Linked DNA regions of Rattus norvegicus: regions 2, 3 and 4 are each linked to region 1. A link is a contact called in public Hi-C and HiChIP or PLAC-seq data. All regions are on one chromosome and are shown on one strand. The core of a region is the stretch at or near the end of the contact, and the rest is flanking DNA. Distances in the headings are between cores, read along the strand shown.

Region 1 (7,596 bases), core at 2,736-5,235:
TGAAAACTTGATACCACTGAGGTTGTTCCCAATATTAAATCTCAAGCATAGCTATGCTCGACAAAATTATGTGAAGAAGCTGATGTTCTAGGTTCCCCTCAGTGACATAAAGCTCTGGGGTAATTCTCTCTCATAAGAACAAATCAGGGGCTGGGGATTTAGCTCAGTGGTAGAGCGCTTACCTAGGAAGCGCAAGGCCCTGGGTTCAGTCCTCAGCTCTGAAAAAAAGAACCAAAAAGAAAAAAAAAAGAACAAATCAGATGCATTTTAGACTCCTATCAGAGAAGGATGGGAAAGTGGAGATGGAGGGGAGAAGAAAGGGGGAGGATGTGAAGGAAAGGAAAAGAGGGGAGCAGTGGTGGGAGGAGCAGAAGAAGGGGGAAGAAGCGTGGCTCTGCAGTCCATTTCAGTTTGCCTACTTAATGGAAACCTCATTGCATAGCCCTGGAAACTGTCTCCAGCCGGAGAAGCACTTCTGACTTAGCAAAGGTTATGCAAGCATCAAAGCAGTTAAATATAGGTGCCAAACGCTTCACCAGGAGCTCTCAGTTCTGGGAGTTACTGTTACCTGACAGCTCAGTGAATATAAAATTACTTGTTTCTCCAATTGAAGACAATCAAATTGTCACCTTCCATTGTAATAATGCACAACTAGTGATCAGCAAAGTGCAAACATAATTACCACAAAGAAAACAAAAAATCAACTCTAAATCTCTCTACAGAGTAAACACACCTATCTGGCTCCCCCAAAAGGGGTGCATTTTAATCCTGCATGTATGACGAAAGCTCTCTGTTATTTATCAGTAAGATTTATTAGTCTTACATCAAATAAAAATGGAAAACAACTAGAAAGACCAATTTATAGAAAATGAACCCAAGTATGAATAGGAGCCCCACAGCCTTGCTGGCATGGTACAATGGCCTATAGGTGACATCACGGTGGCTTATCTTTTTCACACTCAGCAGTATGTCCATCACAAAATAACCTAACCTCTAGAGAGTTCCTTCTCGCCAAGAATCCACCACAGAAATGGGAAAGAACAGAATTTAAACTCGTTAGGTTTTGACTTAACTTTTCCTTAAAAGAGAAGGAAAGTGTATGTTTTATTTTTGTCCTTTAAATTGGCCTAAGTTTTTGACATTGGAAACTCATCTTTCAAAATTGATTATTTCTAATCCAAATTTAGAAATAGCCATGAATAGAATACATTTCTGCAATTGTTTTTGAGACCTTCAGCATCTGAAATTCTTACCCAAATCTGGTACCCAAATTGATTCACTCTCCTGGGGACCTTGATAACTCCAAACTAGTTTGGCTTTAAAGCTATGAACATTTGACCTTGTTCTTCCACACATTGAAGATGCCATAGTTCAAGTGAAACTATTATCATTAGCATCCTGACACATAAAAAGGAAACCTGTCACGTAAAAGCTTATGTTCTTTTATGTCTAACTCAAAATTTAAAAGCTCAGATTCATATCATTCCGTCCAAAATGGATGGATGGATAGATAGATAGATAGATAGATAGATAGATAGATAGATAGATAAGTAAATAAATAACTTTCCCCATGCACTCCCAACCTGAAGGCCTTCTTTTCTCCCATCAGTAGTATCCTTCCTTTACTAGAAAGGTACATAATTTGCTAAAGCCTGATACTCCACTTTTGCCTCTCACCTCTGTTTCTAAAAGGTATCACTTCTAATCATTTAATCCACAAGGAGCTAGGTTTAGCAGGGGAGCAGAAAAGTCCCACACCAGGCAAAGAGAAACAAACTGGGCACCATCAGCAGCTCTGGATCCCCTGAGCCAGCTGGCATACAAACCAGAGGCTGTCAATCTGGTGTCCTGCTTCTATCTGGACACTTTCTTGAGACCAGGCTCCTTTGCACCCCACTCTCTCCACTCCGTATCATCAGGGAAGAGTAAGAAAGACACAGATGCTCGCCCACACAGGCTCAGAAACTCTAAGTGGGGAGAGCTAGAACAGAAGTCAGGGCTCTGGGGCAAGCTCAACTGTGTGATCTATGATACATTTCCCATCATCTAGTGAAAACATCATTTTCCTCAATCTTACAATTTTTAAGTAATATAACAAACTTTTTTCCTTCTAAGAGATCCTACATGTGACCTTACAGAGTGACAACCTCCTACCTGAGAGAATGTAATCACGAGTGTTGAACCTCAGTGATGGCTAATTTAAGCCATTTCTGAAATTATACACCCACATGGTATTTCTTACAATACGGAGATAATAAGGAATGTTGAGAAAAAAGGTATGCTTTGTCAGAGAAATCCTTTCAAGGCCCCAGTAGAGAGTGTCACAAACTTGTGTTAAGTAAAGGAAAGAGGCGTCATGCCAGGGTTTTTATTCTATGTGACCCAGAGACAGATTCACACCTGCCCTGCTCATCGCTGGCTCCTTAGTGCCTGACCCATGCACCATATCTCACAGCTGTTCAATAGTTCTGGAAAGAAAGGCAGAGGGAAAATAGCCAATAGATCACTCTTTTTTACCTAAGAGAACAGACACAAACCACTCACATGCCCAGGCTGCCACCCTCAGCTCTATTCTGTTGCTATACTCTTGAACAAGCATCTTTCTGCTTTATTTCTAAATTCCCTGATTATTTTGTCTTCTCCCAACATTGAGCTGTCTTCCTCCATGAAGGGCCCCAAACAACCACAAGGTGCTAACATGAAGATACGCTTTGCAGTGCCATAGCAATGAAACTTAAAACTAAATTCATCAGACTTTCCTCAGCACCTTCCCTTGTTTACACAGATGCAGAAGAGTCCCAGAAGCATCATGGCTGCTCATTGTTAGCCTGCCTCTGCTGTGTCAAGCCTCCCTGCTCGTGTCTCTCAGGCTTTCCCTGCACACCATAACAATCACCTCAGGACAGGGTTAATCTATACATCTGGCTCAAACTCCAGCAACCTACCCTAAACTGGCTTACCTCTTTCAAGTCCCTCTTCTTTCAGATGAATTGCTGCCATTCTGTCTCCCCCCACTATTCTGATCAAAACACATCAGTAGCTCTTCCCAGGAGACACCATGAAATCTAAACTCCTCACCCAGGCGTTCAAGGCCCTGCACCCAGACCCGTCCAACTTTCCTAAGCCTTTCTGGGCTGCACCTTCCCCCTCTGCTCTGCGTACACTGGTACCCTCAAGCTTCGCTCACTCTTGCTGTGATGGTCTACCTGGCCTTGTCACTTCTCTGACCTTTGTGGAACTAGTTGGGACTATCCCTGGGACTGTGGGCTTAACTCTCAGGAAGTGATCTAAGGAAGTCATTCTCACAACATTTATTCAATGTTTCATGCATACAACATTTTTTCTAATGAAAGAATGATAGACTATAAACAATTGTATAAATTGTCCCAACAAGATTATGAGTTTCCAAGAAAAATAACAAAACTCCATGTTTCTCTGAATCCCACGGTACCAACCTAGCACAATATTTGGTGTAAAGGTAACATTGGAAAATATTACCCAGTTGTTTAAATGCCATTAAATAAGTAAAGAGAAACTGGTAGGATATAACTAACCAGAAAATAGCAGCCATGCTAGAAGATTTAAAATGAAGCTTCCAAACTTCCATACTCGATTAAATATCTCCTCTTTACACACGCCCTGGCCCATTAAATTCATTTTGAATTTTAAACATAACTGCAATTAAAAATACAAATCAAACATCAATTTATGTTTCCAGAAACATTAAAAGGATGGACAAATGAGATAGTAAATGGATAGATGATGGTTAGACAGATGGACATTGAAGCAATCACTAAAAGCTTAGAAAGTCCCTATCCTGTGCTCTGTGCTACTATACATACAGTGTGAGCTCATGTTCTCAGACAATAGGATTTGGGTGACATCACTGTCCTGTTTAATGATAAGAAAACCAAAGAATAAAACTGCTTATTCAAAACGTAAAATAAAATGTAAGGCCAAGTGAGATGACACATGTCCTTAATCCTAGCACTCGGGAGGCAGAGTCAGGAGCCTTTTTTTTTTTTGGTCAAAGCTTTCTCAGTCTGCATAGTAACTATGAGGCCAGCCAGGACTGCAGAGCAAAAGCCATGTCTCACAAGACAAAGAGAAAATGAAAGAGCGCTCTCCAGAAGGGCATAGCAAGCAAACAGAGGACAGAGTGTGACAGCTGACAGTCTAACTCCTAGGCAGATTCTACCAGGGCTAAAGATTTTTGAAATATAAATTATTAACTATTTACAATTATCACATGAATCCTTCCTTACTAATATAGTCTCTCCATATAGACTATCACTATGAGTATTTTCTCTCTCTCTTTCTCTCTCTCTCTCTCTCTCTCTCTCTCTCTCTCTCTCTCTCTCTCTCTCTCTGTGTGTGTGTATTCTAAATGCTCACTTAAACTTCAATCTATTCTTTTTTGTTTTCTTTCAGGCCTGAAGCATAGCCCGACAGCAGAAAACTGTCCTAGACCTGGGTTTGATCCCTAGCACTTCAAAAACAAACAAGATAATTTCTAATCCTAGAGTTGGAGGTATTTGATTACTAGATAACTGTTGCAAGAAGGGGTAGAGATAGACAGGCAAAGAGAGATAAAAAGGAGAAGGAGAAAGAAGATGAAGGGAAAGAAGAGGAGTGCTGTGGTAGTTTGAATAAGAATGGCCTCCACAGGCTCATATATTTGAATGTTTAGACAAAGTTAGTACAATTGTGTGGGAAGGATTAGGAGTTGCGGCCTTATTAGAGGAGACATTGCACTGTGGGGTGGGCTTAAGTCATTCCCAGTTAACTCTTCCTCTCTGATTCGTGGTTGTTGTCTCAACATGTAAACTCTTAACTACTGCTCCAGCACCAATGCCTTCTGCCTGTTACCACTCTCCCTGCCATGGTGGTCTTGAACTCTAACTCTCTGGAACATGAGCCCCAAACTAAATACTTTCTTTTATAAGTTGCCTCAGTTTTAGTGATTTGTCTGGGCAATAGAAAACAACTAAGATAAGTAGGAAGAAGAGGAAGGGAAAGCAAGAGGAGAAAGAGAAGGAAGGAGAGGAGGTTGATGAACAGGCCACCTGACTCTCATTCCAGGTACCTTGACCCAAAATCAGTTAAGCAAGTAACTACAGCTTTTAGTACAGGAGGCTGGGAGGTGTGCTGTAGTGTTGTTTCTTAATGTAAACCTCCTCTTCTAGTTTGCATTTTCTGGCAAGCATTGCTGACCCACATATAACTATGTCCTTAAACAATCAATAGTGAAATACAAGGATATCTCTGCTCATTCATATCTAGGTTTAGAGGAGGATGAGATTCAATTTCTACTCACCAGCTCTGACCACAGAAGCTACTCTGGACACAGGTCAGAGCTGGAAGCATTTCAAAAGATATGACTCCTACTGCTGTACCAGCTACAAAAGCAGGGATCAGGACAGCCTAGGGGCCAGGGGGAAGGAGACAGGAGCTCCAGCAATATTCATTCAGACACAACTGTCTCCGCTGATCCCAAGGAGGGCATAGGAACTCAAACAACCTCCTAAAACATTACTGTACATGACATTGCATATGCCCTAACTTCTAGGGAAAGAGGCAGAAAACCTTCAAACACAATGGCATAAATTTTTCTAAACTGTCACTGTCTGTAGAAACTAAAGAAAGATTTTACCAGCAATACAGATTTCCACATTTTTAATATGCACAAAATAGTCTGCTTTTGCAGATAACCGAAGTGCCACTACCTTGTGTTTTCCCCTCCATACCTCGGCAACTCTCTACCTTCCTTATAGCTATTTGCTGTAAATTTCTCACTTGCATTTGCTGGTTACATATTATCATAAACAGCTCCAGGAGAACATGAGAATCCAATTGTTTCCATGAATCACTGCACAGAATTGTTTTGCTTATCATTATGAAAGTCAAATGTGGCTGCCCACAGCTTTGCATATTAAGAGACTCTTTACTGAGTGTCTAACTGCATCTACCAAGCTAAGAACCTCTGGCTTTCCCAAGCTCAAGTGTTCACTGTAAGAAAGAAGTAGGTGGGGACTGGGGATTTAGCTCAGTGGTAGAGCGCTTACCTAGGAAGCGCAAGGCCCTGGGTTCGGTCCCCAGCTCCGAAAAAAAGAACCAAAAAAAAAAAAAAAAGAAAGAAAGAAGTAGGTGTCATTCACAGTCATAGGCCCCCATCATGAAAACATGCCTTGCAACTTCTCAAACCTGACTTGAGAGAGTTCTGAGGATGAGTTTTAGAGATGCGGTATTTATTTGTATCTAAGGTGCCTATAACTAGAAAAACCTTACTTGTCTTAACAGAACCTGCTGCTACATGGAAGGCTGTGGTGGGAAGGTTTTGAAAAGGGATTTAAATCTCTGACCTCTCACTTAGTAGACTTGTGGACTTGAGAAGTCATTTAACTATCTGAGCCACCATATCCCCATTTGTACAAGTGGGGTCAATTCATGTACCTTTAAGAGTTGATGTGACTATTAAACTAATCATTGTGAAAGCACCTAACATTTAGTAGAAATGGAAAAATTGCTAAGCTACTTCAAATAAGACTTAGAGGAAAAATATTTTAGTTCAAACAAAGCCAATAAAAATCGTTAAAGAAATTCTGAATTTTTAGAAATCATTTAACATTCCACTCAGTAAAAGTTTACTATTGTCAATCTGTCTGTGACACAATAATAGGTGGGACAGTACATTTTCTACACACAGGTGCACACACACCATCTCTACAAAGAGTTACACATAAGACCAGATCCTACTGTCCACACCACTGAAGCTGTTTCCCAAGGACAAAGTCGAGTCTGGGACTCAGACTGTCCATTTGGACCTCCTACTGTCCATCTCTTCCCTTGATTTTCAATGACAGACAAACCAAAAGAGCAAATCCAAGAATTTGGATACCGTAACCCATTCAAGGTCATTTTGGATAGATTTTTAAACTAAAACAAGCTTATGGTAAGCGGAACTTCCATCGTCAGTACTCATATTAACTTGACAGTGCAGAGAAAGTCTAAGGCACCACTCGTGTTCCCTGAAATGCAGGAGTGCTTTTCAGAGCTCACTCACACTTGCCTTTCTTTCAGGGAGACCAACACCCTGGGCAGCAGTGATACCTGTCCTCACACGAGGCTCCAAACTGTTTCTTGTCTTAGGCCAGCTTCTCTGTTTCTAAATCAGGCAAGCACCCAGCTCCTGCCAATGCTCTAAAGAGTACTGTGCTGCGATGCAGCGTCATGGCTGACTGAAGACATGATGTTTGCCCTCTTACCTCCATTTACTTTAAAGAATCGACCTGGCCTATTTGGATTTTTAGTGACTTCATTATTACAAAATATAAGTATTTCACTGGGCTCAGTCAAAACAATGTTCGCTGCAGCTTGGGGTGCCTAGTTGCATTGTTTGAAGCCGAGTGTACCAAAAGAATAAACTTGCCTGAGGACCAAGCTCATAAATGCAGCGGTTTCTAGAGCAGATGGATGAGGAAAGAAACAAATAAATATTTTTGAACTTTGCCAAACACTACAGGGAACAAACTCAGGGTGTGTGTTACTTGGGGGTGGGGGTGGGGGTGTAGAAGGGACAAATGACAGAATAAAGGG
Region 2 (7,596 bases), core at 1,554-4,053, 220 kb after region 1:
TATCTCCTCAAGAATTATGCATTTTCACCTTTGAAATCATGTAATCAAGTGATTCCCAACCTTTGCGTCATTGAGGACACTTTATATACTCCTCTTGGTGTACCCCATACTTTGAGACTAGTCACCTGGTCAAGGACATAGAAAACAAATGTGCAGTGCTCCTAAGTCAGCAGGGCGCTGGTCGCTTGCATAGTCATGGGAAACACTGCGACCTTGGCTCTGGAAGTGAACACAAAGATAGAGCAAATGACATTCTATGAGAAGATGGAAAGACAAGAGCAAAACACCAGTCCTACCTGCTGCATACAGCCTTTGCTTGGAATAAACAATATCCTGGAGCAAAGCCCCAAGATACATGCGCTCACATAAGACCACAAATATGAATGCAGCTTTAAAACTGGGGAAATTTGGGTTGGGGATTTAGCTCAGTGGTAGAGCACTTGCCTAGGAAGCACAAGGCCCTGGGTTCGGTCCCCAGCTCCGAAAAAAAGAACCAAAAAAAAAAAAAAAAAACTGGGGAAATTTATAAAATACTAGAGAATAAAGACTACTTCTCATGTCAAGGGTCTAGTACAGATCACATAGCCACTGTCCATCTGTCCTGACACAACTGTCTACAGCATCTTCACACTGCATCTTCTCAGCAATTCTATGCCATAAATTCTATCACTGCCCCATCTTTTAAATTAGTAAACTGATACTTGAAAAGATTGTGTAACTTTTCCAAGGACATACAATTAAGTTTGGGATACGATGTAAAAGGGGAAGAGTCAAGAAATAAAAACTAAAGGTCTGATTTTGCTCTTTGCAGGTCTATCACTCAAGGGAAAAATATTTGCTTCCATTTTTCCTTAAAATAGAAGAGAAAGATAAAGACTAAATTGTATATATTGGACAAAAGAACTCTCTGATGTTGTGAAACATTTTGGTTCACAAATGTGAAACATGTATATAACCATATTCAGCTATAAAATCTCTTTGGTTGCAGGCTTACAAAAGGAAGGGAGGGATTTAATTGATCTGAGTGAAATAAAGATCATCAATATTGAATGGAAGATGACAGATGAAATGACTTTTCACAATCGCTTCCAGATTTTAAGATTGGTGTTTCATCAAATTTTAGAGGTCATGAATCCAGACACTACATTTACTCACTCAGGGCTCCCCCAAGTGCTCTAGAGTTCAAGTGAGTTCTGTCTAGGAAAGAAAAGATACGTGGATGTTTCTGTTTTACAGAAGAGGAAAAAGGAAGCAAGTTTTGCAACTGGCCAAATGCTACATTTCGTAGTAAACAGGTAGTAAAGCTGGACATGAAAGCCTAAGTTTTCTGTAACAAACATCTGCCCTCAGCAGATGTCCTTTGGGTGCGAAGAAATGAGCACCCAATCACATTTCCCAGTAATGTGTCTGCACAATATGAAATGAAGGCTTCACGGCCATGTGTCAGAATGAGTGCCTTCTTAAACCTGTGCTCTTTGATTAAAAAAAAATGTTGTATTTTCTTCTTACACACACTGAGCTTCTTTTAGACTTGGAAAATGAAGTGTTTTCAGTTTTCTTTGTACAATTTTAAAGAACTACTTTCTTCAAAGAAGCAGAGACTGTGTTTAGAAGGTAAAATCAAAAACAGCACTGAAGCCCCTTTCTGCATTTCGAGGAATATATCAAAGGCAGACAATTCAACATCTCTCTTTACTACGACTAGAAACAATGAGCAGATGCAGGTGACAGGAAGATCATGTAAGGGGTTATCTTGCGATGACATCTGAGATAGCATGAGAAATCTGCATATCATAATACCCACATCATACAATGCATTGATCTCATTCTGCCGCTTTACATGGGACGTCACTGAAAAGCATTAAATCAATATATTTAAGCAATTTGGTCCAAAATAACTAAAACATGGAAGATTCTTACAGGATTTATAGTATCATATCAACCCTCAATAAACAGTAATACTTCAATCCGGAGAAAGCATTAAAAAGGTTTCAGTGACCCTCGAAGCTTCCTAATGAAATACACCAAGAGCAGTCCTTGCCAGCAGAACGCTCATAGAGAGAAAACACAGAAATAGAAAGTCCAGAAAATTACAGACCACATTCAAGCTGATTCCCAAAGATGCAAAGCGTCCTAAACAGACGCAGCATTAGAGCACCAACCGCTAGATCCTCCTGTTTCACTCTTCTAATTTACAGCAGCTTTCACTGTATCGCTGTTCTGTCCCAAACAGGTTAAGACACTAACTCAATGTATTACAAAATAAAACCAAACATCTCTCTTTAAATGCAAAGAAACAAGTAACTCTAGATAAATGGCAAGATTTCTACAGTTTCAAAGTATTGCTTTTCACGTGGAGTATAAAAGAAAATGTCACCACACATTTTCATGCTATAAAAACGTAAAACAGAAGATTTCTGGATTCTTCTCTAAACATTTTGAAATTTCCCCAATATTATATTCTACACAAGTTACTGAGGAGTCCTAAATATATTAGCATTGTAAAGCACAAATAACTAGGCAGTTGACTTTTAATGTGGTTTATTAGTTTATAGTGGATTGCACCATCTACAATTAACCTCAGAAAATAACTCACATCCTTCCTAAAGATGTAAGTTTTTTGAGTGAATGGTAAAATGGGTGATATATTAGGGGTCTTAGAGGAGCAAGAAGAGATTCTGAATATAAACAAGCCATCATTCTGGTAAAAGGAAATACAAACAACTAGAATAAAAATAGTTGACGCACAAAAGCCATAATGAGGGGGTAGCTCGAAAAATAACTTCGACTTTGAATGGTTTGGATGAAATACAAATTATCCACAGAAAAGTGTGGACTGGCATAAATGTTTGTACAAAATCATAAGTGTATTTCAAGAAGTACGCAGAGGCACCAGCCTGCATGATGCACCAGCCTGCATGATGCACAGGGCCCGGAGATGCTCTAAGTGCCAGTGCAGAGCCCAAACCACTGCATCTTAATTACCAGGCAGCTCAGATATATTGCCTTTGATATGGAAATGTTCTTGTTCTCTCATCTTCACATATGGTCTCATGCACAGAAATCTTTATCTGATTCATAAAAAATAAACTAGAATCCAATCTCAACACCTGACCTCAGTGCTTAGAAGTTTTTTACTAAGCGTGGTGTCACTATAAAAAGAATGGCTAATATTGGTGCAAAGTTGGCTATTTTGAGCAATGATATGAAGGATTTGGGTTAAGAATTGAATCAATACTGCCTCTCTGAGATTTTAGGGTTTCCTGTTCCCTTTTTTAAGACTACCACAGATTTGAAGAAGAGCATCAGCATCCCGCTTTGGAGGTGAGAGCCTGGAAGAGAGTTAAATTATATTCCGTTTCTCTGTCCATGCTCGTCAGTTAATATTTTTATCCAAACTATGACAATCAGATACTATATACTTGAAAAGCTCCACCAAAACCATAATGCAAATTTTGAACTATTTCCAGTTTGACTAAATGTCTAAGAATAATTAGCTGAAAAGCCTTACCCTCTTCTATAGAAGAAGGAAAATAAAAACATCCTTCCTAAGAATGACTAATGAATATATAATGAGAGGAGTAAGAGCTCTGATGCCACGCACCAAAACAATTAATGTCCAGATAACAATTGAAAAACTTAATTGACAAGGCCATACTGTTCTTTAAAATGTGCTTGTGTCTAGTAAAAATTGCTTTCATATATTTCAAAACACTAGTTTTTTAAACTAGACTCTTTTCACATTGGGGACATAATCACAAGGAAATACAGAACCAGCTGAGGACATGAAATGCTACCGTTGTGCAGCACCTTATTTCTCGCTGTTGAAAGAAAAAACAGAGAACCATATTCTTAAGCAAGTTGCATTCCAGACCCCAGAACTGGTTCATTTCTTCTTCTAAAACAGCACTAAGCGTTTATTTTGTTCATGTTAGCATGTTTCTATAATACCTGCCATCATTAAACCCCATCTAGCCACATAACTCCATCAATGGGAAATGGCCTAGGTTAATTTTTAAAAAACATATACAGTAACATGACACATCTAACCTCATGACGGCAGATATTACACCCATCTGCAAATCGTCTCCCAGCATGTTATCTGTGTTTTATCATCTCTAGTACCTGTCTGTGCCTGATATGGTACTGATATTGTTTCTTAGACACATTTCTAGGGAATGTTCTGCTTGACTTCAAAAACATCAATTGATATATACACACACCCATCCCTAAACTATGTTTAAGCAAATAGTTCTCTTAAACCCAAACTACAATTTCATAAAATGCTGTTTTAAGTAGTAGATACATATACATGATATAAATATAGATGTGTGAGTTATATCACTAGTGGATTAAAATAACCAATATGAAAAGATAGAAAATGCTAAAAGCTTTAAAACCAACGTGTTACCTTATTCTCAAGAAATACCAATACTTCTAGTACCTATTGTATTAATTGAAAAAGAATTATATAAAATATTTCAGATTTATGATATTTAAGAAAAATATGTGGGAATTTGATCATTGACTTAAAACCCAATAGCTCCTAAAACAAGACAAATAAAAATTTATATAAAACCTCAATAATGCCACCAAAATTTGTCATTTATTTGTTTAAAGCTATATATTTTGAAGCTGTATAAAGGAAGATTTACTGGTTATGCTGACACGTTGTAAGTCTTTGCTTTTCTGTATAAAGAAAGTGCCGCTGCTCTCTGCTGCTACTGAGAGCCGCTTCGTGGACAGCATCCCCGGAGCATCACTCCATCTGAGAGCCGTGCTGAGTGCATTAGCGTCACTGCAGACACGGGCACATGACCACTGCCTGGTAAGTAGTCTCCTAACATTGGTTTTTACAATATACTGTTGAGTATTGTAGTTGTTCAATATAGCACAGAGTACCATACCTCATAATTCTAAAAAACTCAATTTTTGCATTTTAATTTAAAAGGACGTATAGTCCAAGAGAACATTCCTTTTTTTCACTTCTAGAATAACAACAAAAAAAGCAACAACGAACCAGATAAACAATAAACAAAATCTTCTCAGCCTGTCATAGTAAGAAATGCAAATGCAGAAGGGCAGAGGAGAAAGAGGTGTTAGTGCTCATGAAGTGACTAAGGGTGTCAGCTTGCCTGAGGAATACATGGTCTCCTCCTGGTATCTAGGTACTAGTCACTTGATGTTTTTGGCCATAAACTAGATCCAATGACATTGGCTTTCAAAATGTGAGCCATTTAGTGGTTTGTTCCCTTTTCTTAAGAACTGGGACAATATAGTGTCTCTTATAAGGTCTCTCAAATATTTAGAAGAAATCTACATGTCATTTTGCCTATCTATATGCTTTTTATTCAACAAAGAACCTCTAGAAAGTGCATCGGTAAAAATTCCGGGGCTGAGAGACCTAAAACTTCAGCTATCACCTTGGTCATGCTATAAGAAAATACTGCACTGGCTCCATCAAAGCAAGTGGGACTTAGCCATGTGCCCTCTTCTCATCTGCTCCACTAAACCTCTGGAAGGTTTGGGGTAAATGTTTGCTCATTTGTTCTGAAATACAGCGAATCTTTCCAGTACTGTATCTGAGAGGCCTAGAAGCAAGGGAAGGAGGCGAATTGATGCCAGTGCCTAATGCTGAGTGCTGAATTCCACAGAGAGTGCACAGAGTGGCAGAGGGATGACAGAGGGGGAAGGTCGTGTTTGAAACTGCACAAATCTGGTCTGCACGGGGGCAGCAACCTTAAAGCTGGCCTCAGGCTATGATGTCCAGGAAAGCTGCACAAGAAACTCTAGCATCCATCTGAGCAGACAGGAAGACAAGGCTCTACTCCAAGAACCCCAGGCTGAACAGGAATGAGAAGAGAAACAACAGATCTGCCCAGCTCCGGGATCCACTAGCAACCCCAAGCAACTAGGCCTGAAGCCGGAGCAGAAACTACAATCAGGCACTGACACTAAATTACTGTGAGAGACCTCTGAAGTGAGCAGTTCTAAAGTCCCTTCCCAAGCCAAGACATACAGTACCAAGGCTTGCTGTCCCCAGTAAATAAGTGCATACAGAGGGGTTTGAGCAGATTCCCCAGGGCAGGCAGCATGTGGGTACCGATGTTACCAGATTCTTTCTGCTTTCCCTTTCCCCGCCCAGTCTGCAACCTGCCGCTGATGTTGGGTACCCTCTCATAATCAGCTCTTGCCCCTTAGCCGAAAACTAAGAAAAACTGGAGAAGCAGAAAAGGCAGAAATCAAAAGTGAGGCGTCATGGCCAGTCTTTCTAGCCAGGGCCTCCCCAGGCTCTCTTGGCGGGTTAGGCTTCCCTTGGGAATCCTGTAATCCAGAGCTGAACTGAGCTACTCAAGTCAGCCAAGCCCGTGCCTATGGGCCTTGGGGATGAGGTGCTGAGTGCGCAGGCTAATTATACATGTGGCATTTGGGCAGCCAACTGTCCAGTTGACACCTTACCTTATGAGGAAACGTCCACCCCACCAACTGTTCAAAACAAAATGCCATCTCTGGGATCAGCTTCGCCTGCTCTGGGCCGGCTCAGGGTTGCCTTTCCTACTGCCTCTCGAACTTAGCACAAGAATGTGGCCTAGGGAGGCCAGTCGCAGGCAGGCAGGCCCGCCAGGGTTGGGGGGACAGGCGGGGCGGGCCTTGCCAGGTGTCTGTCCTGTCCCCCCTCACTATGGACCAGCTCGGGAACGTAACCACTTGACCTTTTTATTCACCAAACCCACCTTCTAGAAATAGACTGGGCGGGGCTGTGTCTGTTCTCGGGACCAGGGGGAAAACCCGGACATGTGACTACAAAGGACAGAAGAGTGGAGACCCTGGTGGGCGGGGGGAAGGGGCATTCTCTCCACTGGGTTGCTGGCTGGGCGGTTCCGCCAGGGCCAAAAGCCAAGCCACTGGAGTTCACTCTGGAGCTCAGCGTCCAGCACCGGGAAGTCACCCGTACTCCCTTTCAGACAGTGAAAGTGGTGGTCCCGAGCCTAGTCCATTGTGCCACTGGGACAGCTTTGGGCTATCTTGAGACTGAAACTTCAAGTTCGGCCCTTACAGGAGGCGACACACAGAAGCAGCCTAGAACAGCCCATCTTGCTAACTAGCAGCCCTGCCAGCCACAGTAAATGACTTATTTTAGACCACAAACAGGAGCGGCTGTCAATAACTGGTCATTCACACAAACAAACATTTTCATACTTGGTCAGAATCAGACAAGCTTAACTAAAACTCAAAGGACGCCGGAAACGACCACCTTTTATCTGTCCGAACACACCAATTCTTTTTATCTTAAAGCTGCGCGGACCCGGAGCTAATCTGTCCTCCGCAGAGCCTGGCCGTTCCTTTGCAGCAGTTCAGCCCCAGCAGCCTTTGCACAAGCCCGGGTCCTTCTTCGCACTGCCCTTTAAGGGAGAAAGCCGAAAGCAGCTCCCCCGGGGCAGGCGGGCCTCGCCAGCACCGCCTCCCGCCCAGGGCCCAGCCGGTGCTGCGAACATCGGCCCGCAGCAGATAGGGCAGCGGGCAGCGGTAGCGGGCCGGGCAGAGAGCCTAGAGGGACGAAGGTTGCGGGTCAGGCTCTGAGCCGAGGGTGCCGGC
Region 3 (7,596 bases), core at 2,760-5,259, 180 kb before region 1:
GGCCAATGCTTTCAGACGAGGTGGGCACCCTTCCATAGCCAAGCCCTCTGGCAGCTTCGGCACCCCTTACATTACTGTCCTGTACTCCCATGACTAGCTAAGTTGGTTGCCAAGCAGCTTCCCTAAGTTCTTACACATTATATAATTGGCACTCTACGACAGGGAGAATATTATCTCTACCTATTTTTTTTTTAATTTTGAATATACATTCACACATACACATAAAAACACTGTTGCTGTGCTCCTAAAATTCCTTAGGTACCTCCTCACTTACTGAAATACTCATTATTTTCCCTTTCCCAAAAAGACTCAGGAGAAGGTATGAGGATATGATGTGGCTGCGGTGTATAGAGAACCACTAGGGGATACTTTTTCCAGAGGTTCTTAACCTGTCATTAGATTTGGATCTAATGACCACTTCATAGGCATCATCTAAGAGCATTGGAAAACACAGATATTTATATCACAATTCATAACAGTAGCAAAATTAGAACTATGAAGTAGCAAAAAGAATAATTTTATGGCTGGAGGTCACCACAACATGAGGAACTGTATTAAATATCGCAGCATTAGGAAGGTGAGAACCACTGCTTTATTTGGAGCATTATTCTAACATTTCATTCACAGAACTGAGAAATATTCTTACACATATATTATACATACACACATGTACTAATAACTATTTATGTATAAGTAGATGTCTCCATATTATTATAGTTTTAATAAGCAATATCATGAAATTATATTTGCATTTTGAATTCTATTCTAGCCCCTGAATTTATTCTTATCTTGCTCCATCCCATACTTGGAACTCTTTTTGTAAAATAGTGAAAGGTCTAAAAATCATTACATCAACCAGTATGTATGAATATCTATATTCTTATACACATACATACACATACACATATATAATATATATTTTATATATAATATATATCGTATATATCTTTTTGGAAAAGGGAAAATAATGAGTATTTCAGTAAGTGAGGAAGTGCCTAAAGAATTTTAGGAGCACAGCAACAGTGTTTTTATGTGTATGTGTGAATGTATATTAAAAATTAAATATATATATATATATGCACATGTTTTGTGTATCTCTTCTATGTTATGAGCATATATCCTCATCCTTGGGTTGCTCCTAAATTCAGCAGTCTTTATTCATGGGCCCTATGTCTCACCATCAGTTTGATGAGCAGTTGCCTTACAGGGCTGCTTATAGCCCAGTTCCTTTTCTCCATGGGTCCTACCTAACATTCTAATCTACGTAAAAAAGGAAGGAGAATAAGAAGTAAAAAGTGCTTTTTGTTTTTCTAGCTTCCCTTGTAGGTCCTATTTCCTATTAATTACAAACTGCTATGCCAACCCACCCCCTTCACGTCACTGGGTGCCAACTGCAACTGCAGAGTAAACACAGCTTCTCTCCGAGAGAAATCAGCTCAACCCTTGACCGTCACAGTCATTGAGTTACCTTAGTTCTCACCTGCCTGGTGGCAAAAGTTAAAATTCATGCTGGTGCATATTTATTAAAATTAAAGAAAATTCACATAAAGAAAATGGATTGGTGGTCAATTGAACCACAAATGACAACTACAGATCCCTAGTCAAACTTCGATGGTAAGCTACCGTAAAGGCCTGCCGTTAATGGCTCTGTTCTGGGTTTGGGGTGTGGCAACATGAGAGGTCAGCAGAGGATTGGCTTCTGTCTTGGCTTTTGACACACAAGGGCTTTGCTCCAGGCCCTCTAGTGTTGCACTCTGCCAAAGGTAAGTAAAGAGTGTGTTAAGTAAAGTATAATAATGGAGCAAGGAAACACAATTTAAAAAACGCTAAGTAGAGGCTTTGAAAACTGAATCTTTAAGGTGTCTCCATGCTCATTGGCGCATAAGGGAGGAGACAGTGAGGCCTAGCTCATGCCCCAGCTGCCTGTGGTTTGGATTTCTCCATAAGGCCTCCTGTAGAAGTGCCCTCATGAGGGTTAATATTTCCCTACTAAGGCTGGAAATGAACCAGATTATTCTTACTCAGACACAAGATCCTAGGGAGGGTTGAGTTGGTTCCAGCCTGGACAGCTTCATCTTTTCCAGTAAAACTACCAGCAAAGCCATTATGTCTTAGAGACTGAATGCTTTGTGTCACCTGTGTATCTTTAAAGAGCCTACAAGAAGTTCTGTCACAGCATATTTCCTCGAAAGGAAAAAGCCAGCAGAGTTTGATATGGTTAAGCACAGCAGGGCAAATCTTGCTTCCTAAGTCTTTTCCTTCCCAGGGTTCTGTGCAATCCCTTCTCTCTCAGTCACAGTGGAAGAGAAAGGGGAAGCTCCCCTCTCCACTCTACTCACAGGTCTTTTGTCCTATCTTCCAGGCGAAATGCATGTGACTAATAGTGCTCCAGCATCCTTGAGGGCACAGCCTGCATGCTGCACCGGGCAGTTTGAGGTTAGATTTCAATTTTTCAGCTTCTCTCCTCTTCCCCAACCCGTTATTCGCTGTGAGTTTGGGCCTACTATTGACTGCACACCAGAAGCACAGCCTGACGAAGCTGTGAATTGCTATGAGCCTCCAGTGAGCCTTCCATGAACCTCTCGAAAAGGGCTCGCCATTGAGTTAGAACTGCCTCACTCAATGTCTTTTCATACAAACACACTGCTTCTCAGCAGCTCAGAGTAGCACATGACCACTAAGACCAACCTGAGTATCACATTCTGATCCTGCTCGCTAGCCAATTAGCAAATACAGGGAAAGTAATGCCTTACATTTACCATTCTAAAAAATCCAAAGTATGTCTGCCAATCAGTTACCGAGCTAGACCACCCATGGATAATTTTTTTTATTCTTCCACGTTAGAATAACATGGGAGGAAATTTTGTGTGTGCCGTCCTTTTCCTGCATTTTCCAGCTAGATTAAGCTGTTGTCTATGCAATTGCCTCCCAGCTGCCATGACTTATGAAAATAACAGACCCCGCTCTGTTGTCTGGAGAAAGCGGGATTGTTATGAGTAACTTTATTGCAGGCACATGAGTGTGTTAAGACTTTAAAACACGCTCAAATGTCATGTGCACACCCAATGACGGGCAAGAATAATGATGAAAAACAAGAGATCTATGTCTATGAAACCGCGTTGGACAAAATGGGCCATTCATTGTGTTCCCCTGGGAATGCCTGGACTCTGCAGTCAGAAAACAAAAAAGGCACTTTTTCCTGCCGTAGGCTGAATGCTTAGCTTTGCCATCTGAGCCGTAAGAAAACACGGGCCCCTCTGCTGCCGCTGCACCCACACACGCTAAAAAATATTAATGCCTCTCTTTCCTGACTTTTCCCTTTCCAGGCAATCCCCCTCTGTGTAGGCTGTAGCCAATATAATGTCAACACAAAGACAAAATAGTTTATCTTACAGAGGTCCCTAACAATTTCCCTCTTGTCCTCAGCTAATTGCCCTTCCCCCAACATTCAAAAGGAAAAGCAAATAAAAAGATAACCTTTACTCCAGTGGTGAGCTTAGGACTGGCACAAATTTTATACACAGCAATGTCCCTTGTGTTCTCTTGCCTGTGGCCTGTGTGAACACTCCACCACGTAAGCAAGCGGGATCTTTGCCTCTGCATCTCTGCCCCTCCCATAGGGAAGCTTCTGGGGGATTTCTGTTAAGTTTGCCAGCTTCTCAAGAGTACCCTCTTCTCCTCTCCACATCAACTGCAAGGCATCCTTCCTCCCAGTGAGTTTACATATATTATAAGATAGAAAGACAAATGAACCTGCAGATCATTTTAGGCCCAACACATCTTAATGTGCTTATTTTGCTGGAAGTTTAAAGCTTTTGTGCTTTATTGCAATTTTCAAGCATAGTCATTTTATATAAATAGACAAGGTACGTTATTCAGTGATTTTTCCTAGATGGATACACTTGCCCGTTGATGGTCCACTGTCGATGCTACAGTAATTTCCTTGGCAGCTGAATCAGCAGAAAGAATAAACAAATTTCCAAAAGAGTAAGCTTCTACCCAGGATCTTCAATCTTGAACCTTTCTAGTTTACTCCAGGAAAGAAATGGAGGAGTCTTTGCTCCACTGCAAGGTGTGCAGGAAGGGTGTTAGAGAGCAGCTGGAAGGCCATCAATCCCCCCTTCATCTTCCTTTCCAGAGCACAGCTCCTTGTTCTTGTATTCCCACCCAGCAACCACTGACAGTGCCTGTCAATAAACTGGGGGCCAACTGCAGGCTTCTTTGGCTGTTTCTAAGAGTTGAGCACAGCACACATATGCCAATCTTGTGACTAGAGGAGGTATTTGAAAACTCTTCAAGTTTCAACATGTGCCTTGTTTTCACATAGTGAGCAAATGGCTTGGAAATGCAACAGTTGAGGGAATGAGATATAAATTTTGTCTGACAATAAAATGTGGTAATCTTTTATTTAGCTAACCGGTGTTAAGATAGCAGGCGAGTCAAAAGACAGTTGATTGTGGGTGTGTGCATACACACCAGAGGACACAGGGTATATTTAGCCAGCCTACTGGTTGTTTTGACTGTGCTCTGAAAGCAGTTGATTTCATGGACTAAGCAGTTAAGTTTGAATCTATGACTGAATTAAGGGAGTCAGAAAGCACTTCAGAAACCATCTAGTCGCTTAGCATTGGGTCAGTTCACTTACTACTTAATTTAAGTCTGCTGGACCTAGAGACACTCATAGAAAAATCATTCAAACCAGAGTTAAAGCCAGAGCATCGGAGAAGTTGGTGGCATCAAATAAACCTGATGAGAGACATGTGTATCTCTGAATCGGAAGAGCTATGTGGTCATCAGCCTCCCTGCAGAAGGAGGAGATACCTCTCCAGGGGGAGGAAGCATACCAGGCCAAAGTCCAGACCTAGAACTCAGCTTCAATATTTCTCAGAAAAGGCCTGGGGCTAGGAGTGCCTGTAACCCTCTGCAGAGGGACCCAGCCACCAGAGCACCGAGAAAAGAAAGCCCTCACTGAGGCCCTCACTGAGGTCCAGGCATGACCATGAACAGCACTTCTGGAGCCACTCATGAAGTATGAGGTTCATCTCAGGGAGTTTGCTAGCTCACAGGCCCCAAACCTGGACCAAAGCCTCGCACTGATCTGATGTTCAAGTCCTAGTGACAAGGAACCCACAATTAGTCCTGTCTCCCCAGCTGAAGGATAACCACTCACAACCTTGCTGAGCCATCGGAGCAGCTCCGAATTTGTTTTAACAATTCAACAACATCACATTCCTCATTCATCCACTTAGCTTAATTTTCATAGCATCACTTGCAATGCTGAGGTTGTCTCTATTAAGCCGTTTTTCTTGCATCATTAACTTTTAACCAGGCATCGATAGCTTTATTGTTTAAATTGCGTATGACTTTATTTAACGTCAGCATTTCTTCTAGCTCTTGACAAGAAGTCACATTTTATAACTAATTAAATTGATCCCTGGGAAGCAAAAGCCACTAAACGGAATTATTCGAACCCAAGTGTCAATATATTAAATCAAAGGGCTAATGAGTTGGGTCACTGCATCTTTTATTGGGAGGCTACAGCAGAACAGGACTCATAATATCCTCTATTTTCTGCCTTAACAATCAATTTTATTTAAACCAAAGGCAGCTAATTAATACTTTTGGATCTTATAGTAAATAGTGCCTCTTTCATAACACACAACTGGGCGTGGGACTCTTCCTCTGATGGTACGAGCAAGGTGTTCTTTGCATCTTTTACAGAAACGAGCAAGGTGATACATAGGGGATTCTGCATGCAGCTGCTTTTGAGAAGTTCTGGGTTTCAGTGACTAGCATTCTGGGTATAAATCACAATGAAAAGTTTCCTTTTGGAGCTGACAATAGGGGCTAATGAGCGTGATTAAGGAATAGCTAAGTGTGTCACACCAGCGTTTCTTCTCACTCCTGCAACCACTGAGTAACTGCCTATAACTTCATCACCTCTGTCTGGACGTCCCATTTCAATCTATCGCCTTGTAACTCACTCTGTCCAGTCTTCCCGAACTAACTTTGTGTCTTCTGACAATAACCTCGTCACCTTTGCTTCCTAGCAAAGATTGCATAGGTAGAAGCATCCCCTGGTGTTCTCTTGCATGTGGCAACTGTACATTCTACCACATACACATCGAGCTTGTCTACCTCTGCATCTCTGTCCCTCCCTCTGGAAGCTAACTCCTGGAGTAGATTTGTTCAGTTTGCCTTAGTACCTCTCCTCTCCACATTATCTACCCAGCGTCCTTTCCTGCCAGCATGGCCACACACACATTACAGGATGGAATGATAAATCATTTAAGCCCGAACACATCTTAATCTGCTTATTTTGTTGAAATCTCCTAGGGTATTCAGATATAACATTCCCATTTAAAATTTTACATTTTTATATCTTCTTTGGGAGAATATCACCAATTTTATCATTTTTTTTATATTTGGAGAAGAAAGGAAAAAATAAGATAAAATCAGATATAGAATCTCTCACCATCTTCAAAATTATAAACAAAACAACCTTTAAATCACATCTATTATACAAGGACTTAGTTTGCCAAGTCAAAAAAAATTAGTCCCATACAATCAGGCCTCGTGACTGTTAACCTTACAATGAGGAGACCACCTCTAGGCAAAAAGGTACTGAGGCCAAAATGAAAAAGTCAAGAGTGTAATGAACACATACACAGCCAACTGCAGTGGCTAGATACAGTTCAGGTGACACCTTTAATGTAGGTCAAAGAATTTCATTGTATGTATCTGGCAAAGAGCCAGCATCACCAAGGTTTAAAGGTGGCCTCAAGATCCTCTGGGTTAAATGAATACTATTTATCACATAATAAGTTGTCAAAAGTCAACTCCATCTCTACTATTCAACTCTGCTGACTTACCACCCAGATCACTTGCAGTGTGGAGGGACACCACAAAAGTTTTTGACAAAAACATATCCTTTCACCTACAAATAGTTTGCTTTTACAAATCGTACATTACAGTTGCCTTCTTTGTAGACAATGGTTCTATTTTTTAAGCGACTGTAGATAGCCACTTTTCTCCATCTACAGATGTGTATGACTTAGAAGTCTGGCATGTGCCGTAGCTGTTTGCCACAAATGCTTTCCGCTGTTTCCAGGGGTCCCAAGTCACAGCATATTTGACCCCACCCACAGATAGTTCTGTTCTTTATCTGGAGAAGTGATTGCTGACATCACACACAAATGGGATCCCAGTACAGGCCAGTGGAGTATGATGCTGGCCTGACAGTAAGTTACAAAAACAAAACAAAATACTAATTACTGCTGTCTGTGGAACAGATGTATTGAAAGTCAGAAAACACTTTGCCATTAGTAGAGATGACTGACAAAGGAGAACACACTGAGATATTCTTGATAAACACTTCATTCTGGTTTAAGAATTATATTTTCCCCACTTCCTAGTTTCATGTTAATTTACACATGGATACATATGCACACACACACACACACACACACACACACATATATATGTATATATATATATATATATATATATATATATACCTAAAAGGATACCAAGATTGGCAGACAGTGATTTTAAGAGAGGAAAATTAATATTCTTAGAAAAGGGAAGGTTTTGGGA
Region 4 (7,596 bases), core at 3,508-6,007, 140 kb before region 1:
TGGGTGACTCTGTAGGTGGCTACACCCAAGCAATCCAAACCATATCTTCCAAAAGCCATGTTTGTCATCCGCGCTACGATTTGTTTCTTTGCCTTCTTGAAGACTAAATTGCTAGAAGTTTTCCTTCTCTCTCTCTCTCTCTCTCTCTCTCTCTCTCTCTCTCTCTCTCATTCTCTCTTCTTTCTTTCCCTTTTCTTTTTTTGAATTTCTGTGATTTGATTTTCTGAAGAAAGCCTCTAACAAATAGACCAATCAGTGTGATTGCTTGCTGATTTTGGCGCCCACCCCCCACATCTCCAGTTCCCTGGAGCCTTGGAGCCTCACCTGTTCTTGCTGTTGGCGAGCAAGGTCCATTTGCTGCCGCTGTTTCTCGATCTGCGAGGCTGCCAGCTTTTTCTGTTCATCGTGCGCTGCCAGGAGCTGCTCCCGCAAGCTGATCAGCTGGGTAATCATGGTGGAGAGTTGCCGTTCTTTCTCTGCAAGGCTCTCAGGTGTACCTAAAATGGGAACGAGAGGAGATCTCACAAGCTTGAGGAATGTCTTGCAGGAATCAGAAAAAGAGGGGCCCAGTTTAGGAGAACCCCTTAGACAAGGGTATAGGACTGTAACTATTAGTCCTATAAGTGCATGTGTGCTGTGATGTGGACAGTGCTTTCCATACTCAAAATTGTGTTGTCACCTAGAATCCCCGTCCCCCTCTAAAACCAAAACCAAAGCAGAATGACCTAGCAACCAGTCTAACTCCTTTTCATGATACACCCATCCTTTAAGCAAACCAGAACTCCTGAGGTTTTTAATGGTTGCTGTGGGAGGGAGAGATATTTTCTTCCGTGGTGTAGTTACAAGTAAGGAACTCCAGCTCCTGTAAATGACCCCTTATCCATAAGGGTAAGTAAGTGACCCTAGTTAAACTTCGTGGATTACCCAAAGCTAAAGAATCAAAACAAAGACAGGAAAGCACATGGGGTGGGGATGGGGGAACAAGTTCAGAAGAGGAAGGAGATCGAAGGGGACAGCAGATATAATGAGAGGTGTCATCAAAATACACTATATACCGAAATGTTGTCACAAACATACTACTACATAGAACTAATATATGCTAATAAAAAAACTTTAAAAAAAGAAATCAAAGTTCTATAGTTCTGACCAAAGTGCAGAAACTTTAACTAGTTTAATATTCTAAAACTGCCCTTTCTTTAGTGGCATTATTAATAGCAAGGGTCGGCAGGTGCTCACAAAGCACTATTTAAGGATCTCCCTAGTTGTGGTCCTCGTAGGTTTTCTATTGTCGAAGGACTGTCTGAAGTTCAGAGGAAAGAAAGAGGTCATCAATCTCTTGGGCATGGAACAAGTTTTCCCAAGAGAATTAAAACCGCCTTAGGTAAGAAAGTATTAAGGTGTTGCTGTTGTTGTTGCTGCTGCTGCTGCTGCTGCTGCTGTTGTTTTGGTTGTTTTGGTTTTGTGCTAGGGATCAAGCTAAGGTTTCCAGATTTGTCCTCAAAGGCAACAATGTTGCTTGGGGGCTCCCTCGCCCCTTTGTCATTTGTCACTCCTCAAAGGGAGAAAACAGGCTAAGAGACTGGAAAGGCCATGCATAAGGATGTGCAGCTTAATGAACGCAAAGACGCAGAGCACTTACGGTATGCGCTAATGGCACTGCAGTCTTTTATGGGTAAATTGCACAGCTCTCTTAAGTAAAGGGGACAGAATCCTTTTGTGAGTCTAAATTAGAGCATTTTACCACAGTGTAAGATAAGGATTGCAGCCACTGTATTGGAGCCTCACTGGTTTCATTATAAAGAAGAGATCTATGCTTTGAAAGCTTTTCAGGAAGATGCCAGCCGCTGTCAAAGGGGATGAAGAGCTCCGAGTTTTGTGAATGTGGAAGGGGAGACTTTCAGTCCTGTGAAGCCCTCCCCTTCGTGCCTGCTAGGAAAGCACCAGAACAAACCAAGAAGCTAAAAATATCTTAATTACGTGTGTCCCTATTTTCTGAGTGGACCCCCAGAGAAAAAAGGTGTCTTCAGAGTAGCCCTTGCTAGCATAGGATTCCTTCAAAGACAGACAGATGTTGACAGAAAAGCAACCCAGATAGAAACACTTTTTGATTTTAATAACTAACTCAGGTTTAAAAGAACAAACAGAAAAAGACCTCCCTGACTGACCTGAAAGGGTATCTATATTCAGAATTAAGAGACAAGAGTGACATACAAGAAAGGAGACACTAGTTATGGAAATACACAGCAAGCAAATCAGGAGTAGCTCTTGGAAACCATTAAAGAAGAAAAATGAGTTTTTATTTCATCAGTAGGATTTTAGGTTTGGTTAGAAAAAAAGGAGGAGGATGAAGAGGAGAGGAGGGGAGGAGAAGGATGAGGACAAGGAGGGTGGCAAGGAGGAGGAAGAAGAAGAAAAAGAAAAAGAAAAAGTTGTTCTTGACACAAAAATATTAAATAAGAAAAATATAAATGTAGGTTTCCAGAGGAGATCCAAACAACGTGCTTTCATCACAATACACAGGAATAAGAAGATACAGGAAAACTAAGGAGCTCATTTATTTTCTGATTTTATTCATTTTAATTCAGTAAATATCTTTTGATTGAAACAATGTGCCAGGCACTACTCAAAATAATCATTATATGAATGTAAACTACTACTGAGAAACTGCAAGCAAATCAAGTATGCTAAGGGAAGTTGACCCAAGTTTGGACCCAAGTTCAAGGAAGGAAACCTGGAAAAGCAAGAATTTAACAAGAAGAATATGCATAAGCAAGGTAAAGAACTTTTGATCATAAGTTCTTTTGATCAAAGAACTTTCCAGAAAATATGAAACATTACCACTGCAAGGGAACTACAGATAAGGGGAGGGTTGTGGGTAGGAGTATACATGATCAAGAGCTTTTCAGAAGGAAAAAACAATATAGACAATATAGACTTCGTCTCTGCACCTGCGTGGTGGGGTATACAGGCTTTGGTATGTTTAGAGATTAAATAAAGATGATTAAATATGAATAAGGAAAGAGGATAAAGAGGCAGAAAATGTCATTCCACATAGAACAGGTTTGATGAGCTTTCTCTCCATTCTGAGAATAATGCAACAACACTAACAGTTGGAGCAAGGAGGGCACGCTGGCCATGGTGTGGGGAACAGGCTGGAAAGTTCTGAAATCAATAAAAAAAAGTGTACACCTTTTACTGCCTATCTTTAATACACTGTAGTTTTCTCCTTTACTTGACTCTATGAGGTGAGTTGGGAGGCTTGCTGACCACTGTGTCGGCTGCCCTACCACTGTTCTTGGATAATAAAGCACCCCGCAGAGTGTTTTGGGTAAGGACCAAAGGCACACAGGTTGGATTTTTATTTTTCCATGAATATGAAATTCTTCCTTCTCCAGTTTTAAAGCCTTCTCAACCACCTGTCATTAATTTCTCTTTCTCTTCCGCTTGGTAATCAGAGAAGCTGAGGTGGTCTTAAACAGCAGCTTCCTGTTCAAGTAGGAGCCAACAGTGCTATCTGTAAATGTCTGGGTAACTCCATTATGTGACCTAAGTTTACCAAATAACACCAGTTAGATGAATCATTTTACAGAGTGTAAAGACAGTGAAACCATTTGACTGTAAACATTAAGTGTGATTTAAAAACTCTTCCATTGCACTTAGCCATATTTTTAAGGAAAATAAAACAAGGAGACAGTAGGATTTGTAAGTTAAGGGTTCTGGTACTCATATATCATTGTCACTAAAAAAGAGTCACATTTTTCCCCCACATTTTACTTAAGTAAGATTTATCCATAGGTTGATTGATCCATTGATAGGTGATATATAGTTTATAATTGATTGATATAATATAATAGAAAGGTATAATAAGACAGATAGATGATAGATAATTGATAGGTGACTGGTAGGCATATATGTAGACAGATGGCACATAATAAATGATACATAGCTAGACAGATATAGATTGTATGTGATGGGCACTAGATAGTAAATGATAGCTAAATAGATCTAAATGATGGGCAATAGGTGATAGCTGGATGACAGGTAGATAATTAACAGATAGTTGTTGGTACAGCTATGAGTCACAACAAATGGCGCTGGGTGAAATGTAAAATTCCTTTAGAATGAGAAATCCTCTGTATAGCAATGTAGGTATAGCTTGGGTTCAGATTAGGGAGTAACACATTCAAACAGTACAATAGTTTATGTTCTCTAAATGCATAGGTTGGAGAAGGCAACCTTTCTATTCCATACATTATATACATTTGGCACAATTAATTTAAAGCTCAGTATTTGAACCTATGCTAATAGATTTTCTGTTTAAATTAATGAAGTGTTTACCTACCCTGCTGTAATAAAAATAATATCAATTGTGAGTCATAGTGATCCAGCCAACCTGAGAGTCCAAGTTACTTCATTCCCAGACCCATTTAGTTGAACCGAGATTCCACATTACAGAGAAACTAGAATGCTCAAAGTGGCTGAAAGAGGAGGCAGCCAAAGGGGTGTACAGGACCCCTTAGTACAGTCAGGACTGTTAGGGATGGCAGATGATTGTAAGATGCTTCTTCAATTAAGTTAAGAATATGTGGGGAAATCTTACCCTAAATCATGCTTTGAGATTTGACCAAATCAACTGAGATTAAATAAATACGTAAATAAATAAATAATAAATAAGACGGGAGCCTGGGATGAGCCCCATCTCAGCGGGCCAGCAGAGGTCATCGGTTGCCTGAAGTCATCTGTTTCACATCTTTAGACTGTCTTAAAATGACTCTCTCAGACGCACTGCCAGAAAATAGCCTCTTCTGCCTCCCACACAAAGCCAGAGGTAGTTTCATAAACCACAGGAAGGGAGCCAGAAAAAAAAAGCTTCTGTACACAGCTTTCCTCCAAGTCAGTGCGCCGGCTTTTATTGTGTGTCACACACAGGGTGCGTCTGGCGCACCACCGTAAACTGTATCTATCTTCCAGCTACAGAGATGGGGCTGCCAGCTACAGCACGGTTTCTCCTTTCTTTCTTTTTCCTTTCTTTCCTTTTTTCTTCCATGGGGTCATCTTTATCCCCAAACCACATCTGTCTTGAGTTTCTCTCGGATTAGTAAGGTGGATCAGTGCTCCCCGGGGCCTGCTCCAGCTGAAGTATTTTAATTTGACTAAACACCTGATTTATTTTATCTCTCCGATGAGAAAGGCAGTTTGTCTTAATAGAGCCTGTCAGCCCACAGCCCCATTCACAGCAATTTACAGGCGGCCGGGGACGCAGTGAGAGAAGAGCGCGCTGCGATTCTGTATTTTACCCTCCTCTGGAAAGCACCTAAAAGCAGCTATTCACTGCTACTGCATGTGGCATTTTAGAACTGAATTAGCTTTTTATTCAAGTAACTACACTTGTTGTGAATAGCTTATCTGTAAAATTGCTACATTCACTACTGATTTTATTAACCTTTGGCTCTATCACAAAATGGTCTTCAGTTAGGAAAGACCTTTAAAATTGACACTTTTTTTTTCCTGAGGGGCCTTTATTCCAGTGACTTTGGATTTACTGAATTTGATCCATTGAATTCTTTACCAGTTGTAGTTAAAATTTTGAGCCTCAATAGGAAGTCAATAGTGTGTAAATGAGGAAACAGTTTTTTAAATGTAAATATGGTGGCAATTTCCCTCATCAAAAGTTTTCAAATACCATCTTTTATTATAATAGTTCAGAATCCCCCCTCTAGCCTTTTTTGGTCAGAATCTGTAGAACCCGGAAAAATTAACTAAAATAGATCATTTATTTTATAACTTTTATAAATCCCTCTTCAAGCTCAATACCAAAGGAAAAAAACAGTAAATATATAAGAATTTATGTTTAACAGTTAATTTATTTTTTGGTTTAAAATGGAAATCAAAAGTCATATTTAAGATTAATTTAAAGCTCTTTCCCCCACATCAGTTCATAAAAGTTAGCGTCATAATCTGCCAGCTAATTTTGCCCATATGAAACCCATATAATTACAATTGGTAGCACAGGAAAAAAACAAAACAAAACTGGGCACTGGAAGGCTGAGAAGGGCTCCAGGGCAGAGCCATCAGGGCAGGGTTGGGCACTTTGCATGTGGACTTGCCTCTGTTCTTTGCAAATAACTCCATGCCCATGACTTCTAGAGCACAAGAATCTTTGCGAATAACGCCCTTGGCACTTAGTCGCAAAGCAGAACATGGCTCTCCTAAGAGCTAAATTTTTAGAAGAAAATGAAGAAGTATGCACAGCAGTTGAGTGGGAGACAGAAAAAGACACTTTAAAAGAATGGGGAGGGAGGTCAGAGGGGAGGAGAAAGAAAAGGTAGGGGAAAGGCCCAGGGTGGGGTAGGAGGATGAGAGAGAGAGAGAGAGAGAGAGAGAGAGAGAGAGAGAGAGAGCGCTGAGTTAAGTTCTGGGCATGTCTCTGCATGCTTTTCCTTTCTAATGAAATGAGGGTTGTGTTGTTAAAGGTAAAATTTATTTCAAATAAAGCCAAGGACAAGCAGCAGCAACTAAAGAAGTCCAAGGGCTTCAACATGAAACAAAGCTAACCAGCCTGTTTCCCTGTGCGGGTTACTTTAACAGACTTGATAGAAAGTCACAGTGAAATTGTAAGACTGCAGCTACAAATGCCTGTGTGTGGTGTGATGAAGAGGGTGGATAGAGACGCTGAAGTGGGGGTTCCGATGAGGACAGACTTTTCCACATCGGTCCTAGAAGGATTAAAAAAGCACTTAACAGTAATTTCAAAGTAACACCAATCCAGGATCTCAGCCAACAATCCAGGAAGATTTTAAATTAAGTTGAAAAGAAAAGCTTTTACGAGTCAATTTCCAGGTCAGGTCTAATTGTTTTAAAATGGACATTGTTTGGGAAGAAAGCTAAAAATACAATGTCAATCATAAAAGAAAGCCACATTTGATCTCTCCTGCCCTCGGATAACCTGGTCAAGCTGCTGCCTCTCCCGCTGCAGCCCTGCACACATCAGATGGGCTGTGATGTTGCTACTTCACAAGCCCAGTACAGCATTTAGCCCTGGCCTTTTTGATGGAATCTTCTTTTAAATGTCACAAAATAGGGCATCAAAAAGTCAACAAAAAATAAACAGGGTGAGCTAAGGAGACCCACAACACACCAGAAGATTCCTTGATAAAAGTTGCTTTGTGATGACTGCCTGAGAAAGGACCCTGTCCCAAGGCACCAGCAGATAATTGAGTCCTGGATCCAGCAGCAATTTAAAAGCTTCTACTCTAAGGGCCCCAGTCCATCATAAAGATAAAGGATTTCAGGAAAAAAATTCAACAACAAAGCCCTCCATTATCTTATCAGGCTTTGGTTACAACAGCTGAACCAATAGGCGCAAATCCTGAATGACTTTTTTCAAAGCAGCAGAACACTGGAATTGCTTTGTTTTCTCCTCAGTCAGCTATTGTCATGGCTCCCATATGCTCCCGTCCACTCCTCAGTAAATAAAAAGTTTAATAAATGCAGCAATTGTGCTCTTAGGAATGACCTCAGGAGCACCACACAGGAAACTGGCCTCACAGATTGAGACAGAGGCTTTTCCCCCCGCTAAATATATGAGAATTTCCT

The links. A called contact is a pair of places that touch in the nucleus more often than the background predicts. HiChIP or PLAC-seq counts read pairs in DNA pulled down with a chosen protein or histone mark.
Region 2: a contact with region 1 is called in an H3K27ac HiChIP or PLAC-seq map of oligodendrocytes, with 7 times the contacts expected there. The contact joins two enhancer-like sites. A contact is called at or near these places in 6 of 12 Hi-C or Micro-C datasets (the A7r5 cell line, Schwann cells, frontal cortex and 3 more) and 1 of 1 datasets of contacts at active chromatin or transcription factors (oligodendrocytes).
Region 3: a Hi-C map of Schwann cells shows a contact between it and region 1, with 6 times the contacts expected there. The contact joins two enhancer-like sites. A contact is called at or near these places in 1 of 12 Hi-C or Micro-C datasets (Schwann cells) and 1 of 1 datasets of contacts at active chromatin or transcription factors (oligodendrocytes).
Region 4: an H3K27ac HiChIP or PLAC-seq map of oligodendrocytes shows a contact between it and region 1, with 2.4 times the contacts expected there. The contact joins two enhancer-like sites. A contact is called at or near these places in 1 of 12 Hi-C or Micro-C datasets (Schwann cells) and 1 of 1 datasets of contacts at active chromatin or transcription factors (oligodendrocytes).

What each region holds. Positions count from the first base shown.
Region 1 is chr1:179,475,921-179,483,516 of GRCr8, forward strand. The region is part of intron 2 of Sox6 (SRY-box transcription factor 6); the gene reads right to left. Among named protein-coding and RNA genes, the nearest start is that of Trnav-aac35, 89 kb to the left of the region's middle. Within about 2 kb of position 3,986, at least 1 of the 93 cell types and tissues checked has an H3K27ac peak or open chromatin away from gene starts, as enhancers often do.
Region 2 is chr1:179,697,023-179,704,618 of GRCr8, forward strand. It overlaps a transcript of Sox6 not described here. Among named protein-coding and RNA genes, the nearest start is that of Sox6, 35 kb to the left of the region's middle. Within about 2 kb of position 2,804, at least 2 of the 93 cell types and tissues checked have an H3K27ac peak or open chromatin away from gene starts, as enhancers often do.
Region 3 is chr1:179,300,197-179,307,792 of GRCr8, forward strand. The region is part of intron 7 of Sox6 (SRY-box transcription factor 6); the gene reads right to left. Among named protein-coding and RNA genes, the nearest start is that of Trnav-aac35, 86 kb to the right of the region's middle. Within about 2 kb of position 4,010, at least 14 of the 93 cell types and tissues checked have an H3K27ac peak or open chromatin away from gene starts, as enhancers often do.
Region 4 is chr1:179,339,599-179,347,194 of GRCr8, forward strand. It overlaps Sox6 (SRY-box transcription factor 6), which reads right to left. Exons shown (of 16, transcript NM_001024751.1): 6 at 325-497. Among named protein-coding and RNA genes, the nearest start is that of Trnav-aac35, 47 kb to the right of the region's middle. Within about 2 kb of position 4,758, at least 12 of the 93 cell types and tissues checked have an H3K27ac peak or open chromatin away from gene starts, as enhancers often do.